2 separate regions of the Mus musculus genome follow, and region 2 is linked to region 1. Evidence: chromatin contacts called from public HiChIP or PLAC-seq data. All regions are on one chromosome and are shown on one strand. Each heading gives the region's core, a stretch centred on a gene start, on an enhancer-like site or on the middle of the called end of the contact. The rest is flanking DNA. Distances are from core to core; before and after follow the strand shown. Region 1 holds the start of Rcsd1 (RCSD domain containing 1). Region 2 overlaps Gm33224 (a long non-coding RNA gene).

The links. HiChIP or PLAC-seq counts read pairs in DNA pulled down with a chosen protein or histone mark.
Region 2: an H3K4me3 HiChIP or PLAC-seq map of the SCID.adh cell line shows a contact between it and region 1, with 13 read pairs. The contact joins the enhancer-like site here to the promoter of Rcsd1 in region 1. A contact is called at or near these places in 3 of 115 datasets of contacts at active chromatin or transcription factors (the SCID.adh cell line, double positive thymocytes and embryonic stem cells) and 2 of 9 other capture datasets (embryonic tail and pancreatic islet).

Annotation. Positions count from the first base shown.
Region 1 is chr1:165,705,089-165,710,711 of GRCm38.p6, reverse strand. Rcsd1 (RCSD domain containing 1) reads left to right here and starts at 2,618. Exons shown (of 7, transcript NM_178593.3): 1 at 2,618-2,821. The coding sequence starts at 2,816.
Region 2 is chr1:166,043,467-166,048,279 of GRCm38.p6, reverse strand. Gm33224 (a long non-coding RNA gene) reads left to right here. Exons shown (of 3, transcript XR_865710.2): 2 at 1-1,413; 3 at 1,495-2,828. It also overlaps the pseudogene Gm7626. Among named protein-coding and RNA genes, the nearest start is that of Gm33224, 3.2 kb to the left of the region's middle. RefSeq lists an enhancer at 1-802. Within about 2 kb of position 2,774, at least 90 of the 459 cell types and tissues checked have an H3K27ac peak or open chromatin away from gene starts, as enhancers often do. A contact at or near this core is called in the SCID.adh cell line, where this site is marked.

The DNA.
Region 1 (5,623 bases), core at 1,369-3,868:
TTGGTTGGGGTATTTTATTACAGTGACAGAAATGAAACTAGAACACAAATGCTACATCAGGTTTGTTAATCAATTAAAATAAGTGATCAGCAGCACTAGAAGGCCATTTACAAAGAGGTAGCTATTGGCGCCTCTGAAAGTTCTGCATCCAATCAATTTATTCAGATACCACTTATGGCTTTTGATGGTCTCTTCCACAAAGTCCTTTCTCCCCTAGGACCTAGAGTTGGTGCCAATGTGATTGTTGAGTGACTCTGACTTTCCTTCCCATGTACAGATTCTGCTCGTCTGCTCTTCTTTCAGCTTTCCACATAGTCGTTCATCCAACATTTATTGACAGCCTGTGTGTAAGGGCTGCCTGCATACATGGCGTCTCCTCTCCTGCCCTTTGCTGGCCCAAGCTGCATTGCCGGTGATCCATAGTCTTGCCTCTGTTTCTTGTTTAGCTGGTTTAGATTTTTAGACTGTGTAAATGGAAAACCCAGGTTGAGCAGGCTAGACCCTGGAGAGTGGAGAGAGGGGGAACTGAGACAGCCACTTTCTCTTCCCCTTGGTTGTCAGAAGAGCTGGGTATGTATGAGTTTGCCTGCCTCCACTTTGGTTTCTGGTGATCCTCTACAGAGGTGGGAGGGAGGATAACAGAAGAATACATCCCACACATACTCAGGATTGCTGAGCACAGCTCTGGGTTTCTGTATTCTGCTTTACTCCTTCTCTGGGAGAAGGGCCCTGATGGAGGCAAAGAGCTCTGGTTCAGCATGCTTTGCACTTGTTCCCAGGAACGTGGAGGGGCTGTGGTCTTGTCTCTGTGAATCATCTGTTCTCAGCCTAGGGAGGCCCTGCCTGAGGAGGGAGGGGCAGGAGAGCAGCTGCACCTCACCTTGGTGGCTGCGGTATTATCTGGGCCCAACGGTTTCTTCTGGGTAGATACTTCCGCCCGCCTGCTTGTAGAGCCTTAAAGACTCATGCTGCTGTCTTTGAGTGGAAAGGAACACCTAGCTCTAAGAAAAAGGGGGAAGTCAGCCTGACCTGAAGGCACACTCCTGTCATCAGGGAGCCAAGGCAAGGGGATCAGAACTTCAAGATCAGCAGGACATTCCTTTCTTGCTTCCATCATCTCTTTTCTAGAATCTGCTTGCAGCTGTGTAGATAGAATCAGGGGACTCTTTCGTTGGAATCCAGAATCCCTGACTCTTAAATAAAAGGATTATGGGGCTCTTGTCCATCTGAACTATGTAATGAAGCTACATGCTTTTAAAATAGCTGCTCTTTCCAAGCATCTACCACCCTGAGAAGATGCAGAAAATGAAGATCAGATAAGAGGCTTTTCTAAAGGAACTCATCTAGAAAGCATCGGACTAGAATCTCACCCTCTGCCTGCTTCTGAAGCAGAGGTCTTGCCCCTATATGCTGCTGAGTTCAATGAACAGAGGCTGCCCTGACTTCATGGTTTACAAGGTAAGATTTAGAAGGCCTGTGACGTCAAGATCTATAGACCAACTGTGATGAGAAGCAGTCGGGGCAGCCTTTGCAATGTGGGTGAGTTCTCTGCTGGTTTGTGGTAGTGGTTTCTCTTGGGCTCTTTGCACAGGGGCAGCACCAATGCCCTGTGCTATGGTCCACCAATGTGTTGGCTCTCTCTCTCCCTTGCATAGCAGGTCTGGGTTTGGAGTACAAAGTTGAAGGATGCTGTAAGAAGACACACAGGCATCCTTATCAGCCAATTCCCTGAAGAAATGGGACCCTGAAGAGACACCCAGAGCTATAACCCAGTAGCAGCAGACAATGGCCTCGGCACAGATTCAAGTCCCTACATCCCTCCCACGCAGCCTTAAACCGACATTCCCTGGGGAGAGTTACTAAGCGGGGGCCTTATGTGAATTGGATGTTTAGGACCGTGCCCTTTGCTATATTTAATAGGAATGGGAAAAAGGTCCTTTAGCAAGCAGCATGTCGAAGCAGATATTCCCACAACCCCCTAAGCTGCATGCATCAGAGCAGAGGAGAAGAGTAGCCTGCTGCATGCGGCAGGAAACTTGGGGAAACTTTGCTTGGATTCCTCTCCTTCTTCATACACAGATAGATAATAGATGGACAGACTGATAATTGTTTCCTGCAAATGGAATCCAGGAAAAGAGGTATCAAAGCTAAGGCTACTGAACACAGGAAGGCCAGGTATTAGGTTAAGTAATACAGGAGAGGATGGGGGGAGGGGGAGGGAGAAGGAGGAGGAACGGAGGCTGGGAAAATTGGTATGAAAAGAAGGAAATGGCAAAGAGAAAAAGGATGAAAAGGCAATTCTAATTTGAGGCACAAGGAAAGTAAAGAAGGCAGGCTAAAAGAGGGAGAGTTGAGGTGGTCTGAAAAAAGTGCAAAGCCCAGGGTCCTGAGAAACTTCCGCGAGAAAGGGGGCGCGGCGCTGCCCAGCCCATGTTTGGGCAGATTAATGGAGTCGTGGCGGCTCGGGCTCTTGAGTCCTGCCTTGGGAGGGACAGTATCTGTTTAGATTTGTGTCTAAATTTAAACCCCGATCCGGCCTCCCTCTCTGCTCCCCTCCACTCCCCTCCCCTCCTCCTGCGTCCCTCGGTCCCTCCCTCCCTCCTCCTCCTCCTTCCTCGTTCTCTGGCGCAGGGCCCCCAGCTGGGGCAGTCCCGCAGCCGAGTGCAGCCAGGCGCGCGCCGCCGCCCACTCGCCCTGTGCCCGCTACAGCCCCGAAAGTGACCCGGGCTGGGAGCCGAGGGGACAGCGGGGATCGTGGGCTCTTAACCCGAGAGAGCGGGCGTATCCGCAGCCGGAGGAAGACTACCTGGAGGACATGGAGGTAAAAGACCGGCGGGGACACGGGCCTGGGGGAGAGGGAGGTCAGAGCGCTCCTGCCCAGGTCGCCGTTCCTGCTCTCAGCAGGGAGCACGCAGCCGAAAGGTCGCGTAGGCCAAGTTGAGAAAGGCTGGTCCTTGCTCCTCGGAGACCCCTGTGGGCAGGCGTGGGCTTGTCAGGAAAGGACTTCAGGCGAAGGAGGGGCCTTTGTAGGGGTTCAGGTATTCTGACTGTGCACATACGTGCTTTGGGGGGGGGGTTTAGAAAATAAAACTTAGGTACAACTAAAGTCATAAACGGATAAAGGTGTGAACCAAGAACCCCAAAACAAAACTCCAGCAACCCTGACTCAGGCATTGAGAAACAGAGTTGGCAGTTGAAGCCGGGACTCTGCCCGCATGGCTTCCCGTTTTGATTGCAGTGTGGCTTTTCCGACCAGTTGTTCTCTTACTTCTGATGCCCCTTGTTTCTGTCACATCTTCTTTCAAAACTTTCTGAAAAGCTCCCTTGCCGCCGATCAGATAAACTTATTTCTGAGATATTAGAGGCTCTCCAAGATGCCCTGCCTCCTGAGGTTGTGTGCACCTTGGGGTGTGGTAGCCGTATCTGAGAGGTTTGCAGGGGCGAGTCCCAGACTTTCTCTGCGCTTCTCCAACCTCAGTGGAGAATACTGGCCACTACTTTCCATCCAGCTAGTTCATCTAGCTTCCTCCTCCAGGTCTATAGATTTCCAAAGAAATGTTTCCCTTCAAACCCAGACCAGCTGCAGGTGAACTCAGAGGCACAGCATTGGCAAAGCCCCAGGTTCAACTCCCAGGGTCACACACTCAAAGAAAGAAAAAGAAACTGTGACCTTTTATTGTATTCTAATCAATCTCAGTAGGACCTGGGATTTTCAAAGAGGAAAAAAGGAGATGAAAACCCACAGGCCTAAAGGTGATTCCTCCTCCCACTCAAAAGGAAAGAGCTCCTCCTTAGCCCAAGGTCTGCGGAGATCCCGGGCACAGAAGTTCAATCCCTTCCAGGCTTGAGTCCGCTCATCTCTTCTGAGCTTCACTGTCTGCTCTAAAAGAACAATAGCAAGGCTGCATATTTAGCTCAACCAGTTGTCCTAAAGTAGCAAGGTTGCATTTTGCATTCTGGGCACTTGGGAGTGCTGAGTACCTGGGGGGCTGGGGTCTGAGATGGACTCTCTGTAGCGACTTGTGCAAGTCAGGAAGCAGTTGATTAGGGTAGCTAGACCACAAAGCGTTCCAGATGGATCCCTACAGATGGTCAAGACCTTGCAAACTCAAAGCAATAGGATTCTCTGTGCTGACTACTGCTACAGGACAGAGGAGAGAAACAGAGGGGGGACCTGGGAGAGGTTCATAAAGAAACTGCTGTACTTACGAGCCCCCTCCTCGAGGAGGGCTCAGGGTACCTCTGGTGACAAGCCAGAAGCCAACAGAGCTGTAATGGACACAGGATGGAAGCCCAGCTGGACTTAAGCAAGGTGTTGCTTGAAGGCCCCCAATGCAAGCTCTAACTTTAATCTAGGGAAACACAGAAGGGGCTCCCTTCCCAGGCCCACTTCTTCCTCCCTCAGCTGAGGAAGAAACAGAGGGAGTCCAAGGCCCTGAAAGTATCAGCCCAGCAACTTCCTGTGTGGCTTGGTAGGCGGGAGGCACGAAAAGAGAAGGCCCTCCTGTCTACAAGCTGATATACACAGTAGCGGAAAAGGGTTGGATGGAGAGAGCCAAATTCCTATGTGCCAAAGGCTGGACCAGCACAGGGAAATTGCCTAGTCAACCAGAAGGCCAGACAGATCCGCTTACACCCATTCACCCTGAGGTGTGCCATGGCCTTGAGGGCCCACGGTGACTGTTTTTGAAGTTCCTTTCCAGAACCAGTCACAAAAGCCCAAACAAACAAGCGAAACACCACAACAGGTAGCAGCTGAGCTGTTGTTAAAGGAAGTAAAGAGGAAACAGAAGACAGAGGAGGCTACGAGATTCTCAGCTAGGAAGTGAAAGTCAGTGACAGGTGTAATACCTGCGCATGATTGGAGCTATGGGAGCCCTGAAATCGGCCTCCCATAGCTCCAATCTTACTTATTTATTTGAGAAGAAATGGAGTTGCCCCATGTCCCCATATTGAGCATTCAACCCAGGGCCGGTTAACCACATTCAGGCTCTACCCCACACTTGCCTACCGCAAATGTTAGGGAAATCTTCAAATCCCTGTGACCACTGTCTCGGCCACATTAATCACACCTCAGCCTTATAGGGACCTCCCTGGAATAAACAAAAGCAAGATGGCACTTGACCTGTGCCTTTCTAACACTCCCAATCCAATCGAGGAAATGAGACTCACACATCCTGTCCCTGTGTGCTTAATGAATGCTTCTGCAAGCGTGGCGTGTATAGGCCAGAGTAGATGCTGCTCAGAAGCCCTGAGAGAAAGGCAGTGACTGGGAAGAGAGATGTAGGGACAGGGAGAATACACTGGCTTCCTTCAGGGAGGCAGAATGGCTGATTGCAGGGGCAAATAGGGGGATCCCTAAAGGAAAAAAAGTGAAAGTAACAAGATAAAGTCGTGGAAGCAGTGAGGTTCCCCCAGAGAGGTAGCCACTGGGGGCCAAAATCTAAGCCCCCTAGAAGGCATTCCTTTTTCTCCTTCCCTAGCTGTGCTCCCAACTCCTACCTTCCTGTAATTTACCATTTTCAGACCTTGAAGGCGGTTCAAGAATGGCCCTGGATTCTGCCTCACAGACAGTAGGAAACCGAGAAGTCTGTATGAGGTAGCAACCATAGCACCACACATT
Region 2 (4,813 bases), core at 1,525-4,024, 340 kb before region 1:
CACGTGAGACATTGCCTACCTTCATTACCAACTGTGCCTTTAAAGACACGGGAGGTTTTAATGCGTGTAGCCATGCTGATCTTTGTACTTATGAGTGGAAAACTTTTTTGTTTGCTTGCTTGCTTGTTTTATTCTTCCGTGGGGATCGTAGCCAGGGCTCTGTTCACGCCGACCACGTAGTCTACTACTGAGCTGCGTCTCAGTCTCCCCCTCCCGCGACCCCATAGGAGTTTTTCCTGTAAGGATCTTGAGTCCTGGCATGACATTAAAGAAAAGCAGTACAATTGCGCAGAACCACTTTTACCTCGCCGTATAAAGTGTAGCGTGCTTCCTGAAGCTGCGTCTAATCTAATCGCCTTCTGTTTCCCCTGTCACGGAAGTAGCAGAGCGAAACGCTCTGATTTGAATTCGTGAACTAGTTCATCTTTCTGGCATTCCTGGTGAGTTTTCAGTGTGCTGCTGACAGAGACATGAGTTTTCTAGAGGCCCTTCTGCCTCCCACATCCGCTGCATCTTCCCGAGCTGGCAGCAGACACTGACAGGCCCTGATACCCAGGACTTGAAGAGAGAGGTTTGCTCCACAGGTGGTCCTGGGCACACAGGTCGGCTCCTCCATACTGGACACTGCTCGCTCGCTTTTCTTCTTCTACTCCTTTAACTTCATGGTTTGGTTTGGTTTGTTTCAATTTAGCATTTTCTGGGCAACCAGGCTTACTCCAAGATTGTGCGGAGAAAGACTGGTCGATAAAAATAAAGGGGAGGGGGCCAGTGAGTGAAGAAAAAGGTATGGCTGAGATGGGAGGGGAGAATATGAAGGAAGTGGAGATGCAGCAAGTTTGGGGGTTTTGTTTGTCCATCTTGTTTTTAAAGTGGGATAAGAGGGCCAGTAAGATGGCTCAGTGGGCAAAGGTGACTGCTACCAAGCCTGAAGACCTGAGTGTGATCCCTGGGGACCCATATCGTGAAAGGAGAGAGCCGGCTTCTGAAAGTACTCCTCTGACTTCCATTCACATAAAATACAAAAATATTGATATAATATTTTTTAGAGATGAGATAATAATAATACTGCTTTTCTGGAGTCAGGAGGATTAGGGCACAGGGCCTTTTTGCCCACATTGCCTTCAGTAGCATCTGTCTCTCCTCAGGGACTTCACTTCCTCAGTTCCTCTCCAATGTCACCTCACAACAGGGTTGTCTACCTGTGTAAAAGCCACTGCCTTCTCTTGTCCTCTAATTGTTTAAACTGTTCTATTTATCTTTACAGCGATTGTTAGAACCCATTACATCCCACACTTACTGGTTTGTTTGTCTGTTTATTTGTTTGCCTTCCCTCAAAGGAATCTCAACATACCTGGCCCTGGGACTTTCCCTGCTATATCCAAGCATCTCACACAATGCCTGGCTTATAGAAAGGTTTGAGTGGATGAATTAATGAACAAATGGGTTCTACACTGGCACAGGCAGGAATGGGGATAAGAGAAACGTGTGCCCCAGCCCTTAGGTATCAGACCATTGGAATGCAGAGTCTTGACATGTCTCCGAGAGCCCCAGGCTGGGAGAAGGGAAAGGATGAAGTCCTGCGGCAGCAGGAGAGACTTGTCTTCTAGGAAGAGATCTCAGTCCGGCATCTTCCTGGACCACCTTGCAAGGGAGACTGGAGGAGCTGAGACAAGAGTGGGGGACCACAGCTTGACCAGGTGACCAGGTTACTCATGCCCTATCTCCTCTCCTATGCTTCTGTCAGGATCTCAGAGGGAGGTCTTGGACTTGGAGGTTCCTGGACTCCCTTGTTTTTCTTCCTGATGTGGTTACCTTAAATTAAATCTTCTTTTTCTGTTTTCATATTACAGAGCACTGGCTAAGACCAGCTTGCTGTTTTTCAGGCTTGGCTACAAGCACCCACACCCCTAACCACTGAGTCGTCCTACCAGTCCAGAAAATACATTCTTAAGATCTATCAACACAGAAAGAGTAACAAATGACAAAGGGGTGGTTGTCCTTTTTTTTTTCTTTAAAAAAAACAACAACAAAAAAAAAAACTTTATCCAAATAGCAAAGGAACACATAACAAGAAAGTTCTGGTTTCTATCTATAAGCGCCCAGCAAAACAGTAGCAGAAGGAGATCATGGACTGGATTGGGCTGTGGGTTTCCTTGCAAAAGGAGAAAAATTCCTCACAGGCGGATGGTAACTTCTTCAAACATCTCAATATTTACTTGGGTGTAGGAGCCACATAAGATGACGAAGTGAGTGGCCATAGAAAAATGCCTCGTGTCCTGTCCACTGTCAAAACTACTCTGGAGAAAGGACAAACTTGTAGGGAAATTGGCAAGTGTTCTTGTTAGTTTTAATCACCAGTGCTGTGTGCATTTTGGCTGTCAGAGTCTCATATCCAGCCACAGCTTTCCTAAATCCCACGGCACATTCCATCCTGCCTAGCCCAGGGCCTGGGCCCCATTCTCAGCAGGAGCTCCCTCCCACCAGACTCCTCTTGCTCCTTCGGTTAGAGCCTCAGCAGCGGGGCAGCGTGCTGTCTGTCTTTAATTGGCTGCAAGGAAGAAGGAGGTGGGGGGCTGGGGAAAAGAAAGGTTATGTAGTGTCCAAGTCTGTGCAGCTTGGGGTCCGCTAGGATGGCTGCTCTCCGGAAAGCTTCCAGAAAGTGCAGATTGGGGACTTAGAAGTGGGGCTTTTATAAACTGCACTTCTCCAACCCCCTGAAAGAAGGAGAGAGGGGGAGCTCACAGGCTGCGCTCTCTGAGAAGGCTGGATTTGGGGATGACTAATACAATTACCCCTTTGGAATTTAGCTTAAGAGATGAAAGAACTAGGCCAGAGGTAACAGTTAAAACTCCCACCCATCCTGCCCTTCCCTCTCCTGCTCAAGAGTTAGAAAAGGAACTGGGGATGGGGGGAGGAGGGGAGAGAGGGAAGGGGAAATGGAAATGGAAAGGGCACCTGCACTGCCAGTGGGTCGTCCTCTGATGTGATGTGGCCAGAGAGCATGATGGGGTGTGAGTTTCGATCCCCTGGATGTATACCTACGAGATGGATCGACTGACGCTGGATTGCAAGCATTTGGTTCCAGAGGAAAGCAAAGTCAGTGAATGGCAAGAAGAGAGGTCACTGCCCCTGGCTTGCTCAGGCCTAACAAGACTACTGAGAGAAGCCACCAAAATCTGCCCAAGCAGATGGCCCGTCCCTGGTGTGTCACGGTTTAGACTGTGCTGTGTTTCCTAGATTGTTAGACTCTGCTGTATTTCCGAGGCTGCATCCTCCCAAGGCCATTGGCCATGCACCTCATTAGAAGGCCAAGAGCAATGAATTTCATTCAAGCCTGTCCATCAGCCCATTCTGTGCCCCCTTTAACCTTCCTCAGCTGCATCCAAGAGTCCCTTCCAGGAAAATGACAGCTGGCTAGGGTCATGGAGGAGGCTGACCTGAACAACCCCCCACGCCCCCCAAATGGGACTTTTTCAGATCTTAGAGAGAAACCACCACAACCAAGAGAAGCCAAGGAGATGTAGCAACTAAACACAGCATGCTGGAACAGGGAGGGACCTGGGGCAGCAAAGGCTACGCTGGGAAAACAGGAAACCCAAAGAGATCGTGGGGAGAGTGTGGACTTTTATTAATAAAAATGTATTAGAACTGGGTCATTCATTGTGGCAAATGTAAAATGTCAACTAGAGGGGAAATTGGGCCGGCGTAGGGAAACTCAACAGTGCTTTCAGTTATTTCCTATCAATCTAAAAGATCCTGAAAGAAACCGTTTTAAAAAATGTGAAGTATTAATAGTGTAGATTAAAAAATGAAGACTTTTTTTCTGGGGAGGGCCACATTAAGGATGCTGTCACTGAAAAATGATATAGGTGCCAGCTAGATAGCTCAGTGGGTAGAAGTGTTTGCCACCAAGGCAGACGACCTTCGTCTGATCTCTGGGGCTCACACAAGCTTGCTCATGGTCTGAGTATGTAATCTCCCCACCCCCACCCCACCCCCTTACATATACACGAAGTAAATGTAATGTTTTGAGATTAAATTATATTTTATTTGTAAGAAGCAAGGTTGAGATGCTGTTTCAGTGATAATTTTCATTAATTCACTCACTGAACCATTCAACTGTGGGCGTTTGGTTTGTGTGTGCTTGGACCAGGGTTTTATGCTGAGAGTATGTGGGAGACAAAAGCTGCATCCTACAGGCAGGAAGCAGCTGGTGGCTGATGGCGAGCTGACTCACGAGCCCACAGTTGCCTTTGTTTTGTTTTGTTGTGCCAGGGAATGAAGCTGGGGCCTTGGACATGCTATGTACTAGGTAAACACTTGCTAAGTCACAAACCTATCCCACAAGCCTGACACAGTTACTGGGTGGGGGATGGGAGACATTAAACCCAGAGTGTAGTGATGACACAGAGGAGGAAACACCCTGCTACTGATTAATCAGTGCTGCACTGTGCAGTATCTTAAGTTGACAGTGTAAGGTTGAGAGTATAAACCTTGGAGTGGGACAATACTGATGATAAAAGTAACACAGAAGGGGCGGGGCGGAGCGCAGCCGCGCTAGCTAATTGAGCCTGAAGCAGCCGCGGGGATGGACGTGTTTCTTATGATCCCGCGCAAGACCACCATCTTTAAGAACATTAAGGAAGCTAGAGCACCCTGTTGGAACTGGAGCGCATCTCCTCGAGGGCATCCTCAAGCGGCCGCCAGAGGAGCAGCGACTTTACAAGGACGACCAGCTTCTTGATGATGGAAAAACTCCGAGTGTGGCTTCACTAGTTAGACAGCATGGCCACAGGCGCCAGCCACAGTGGAC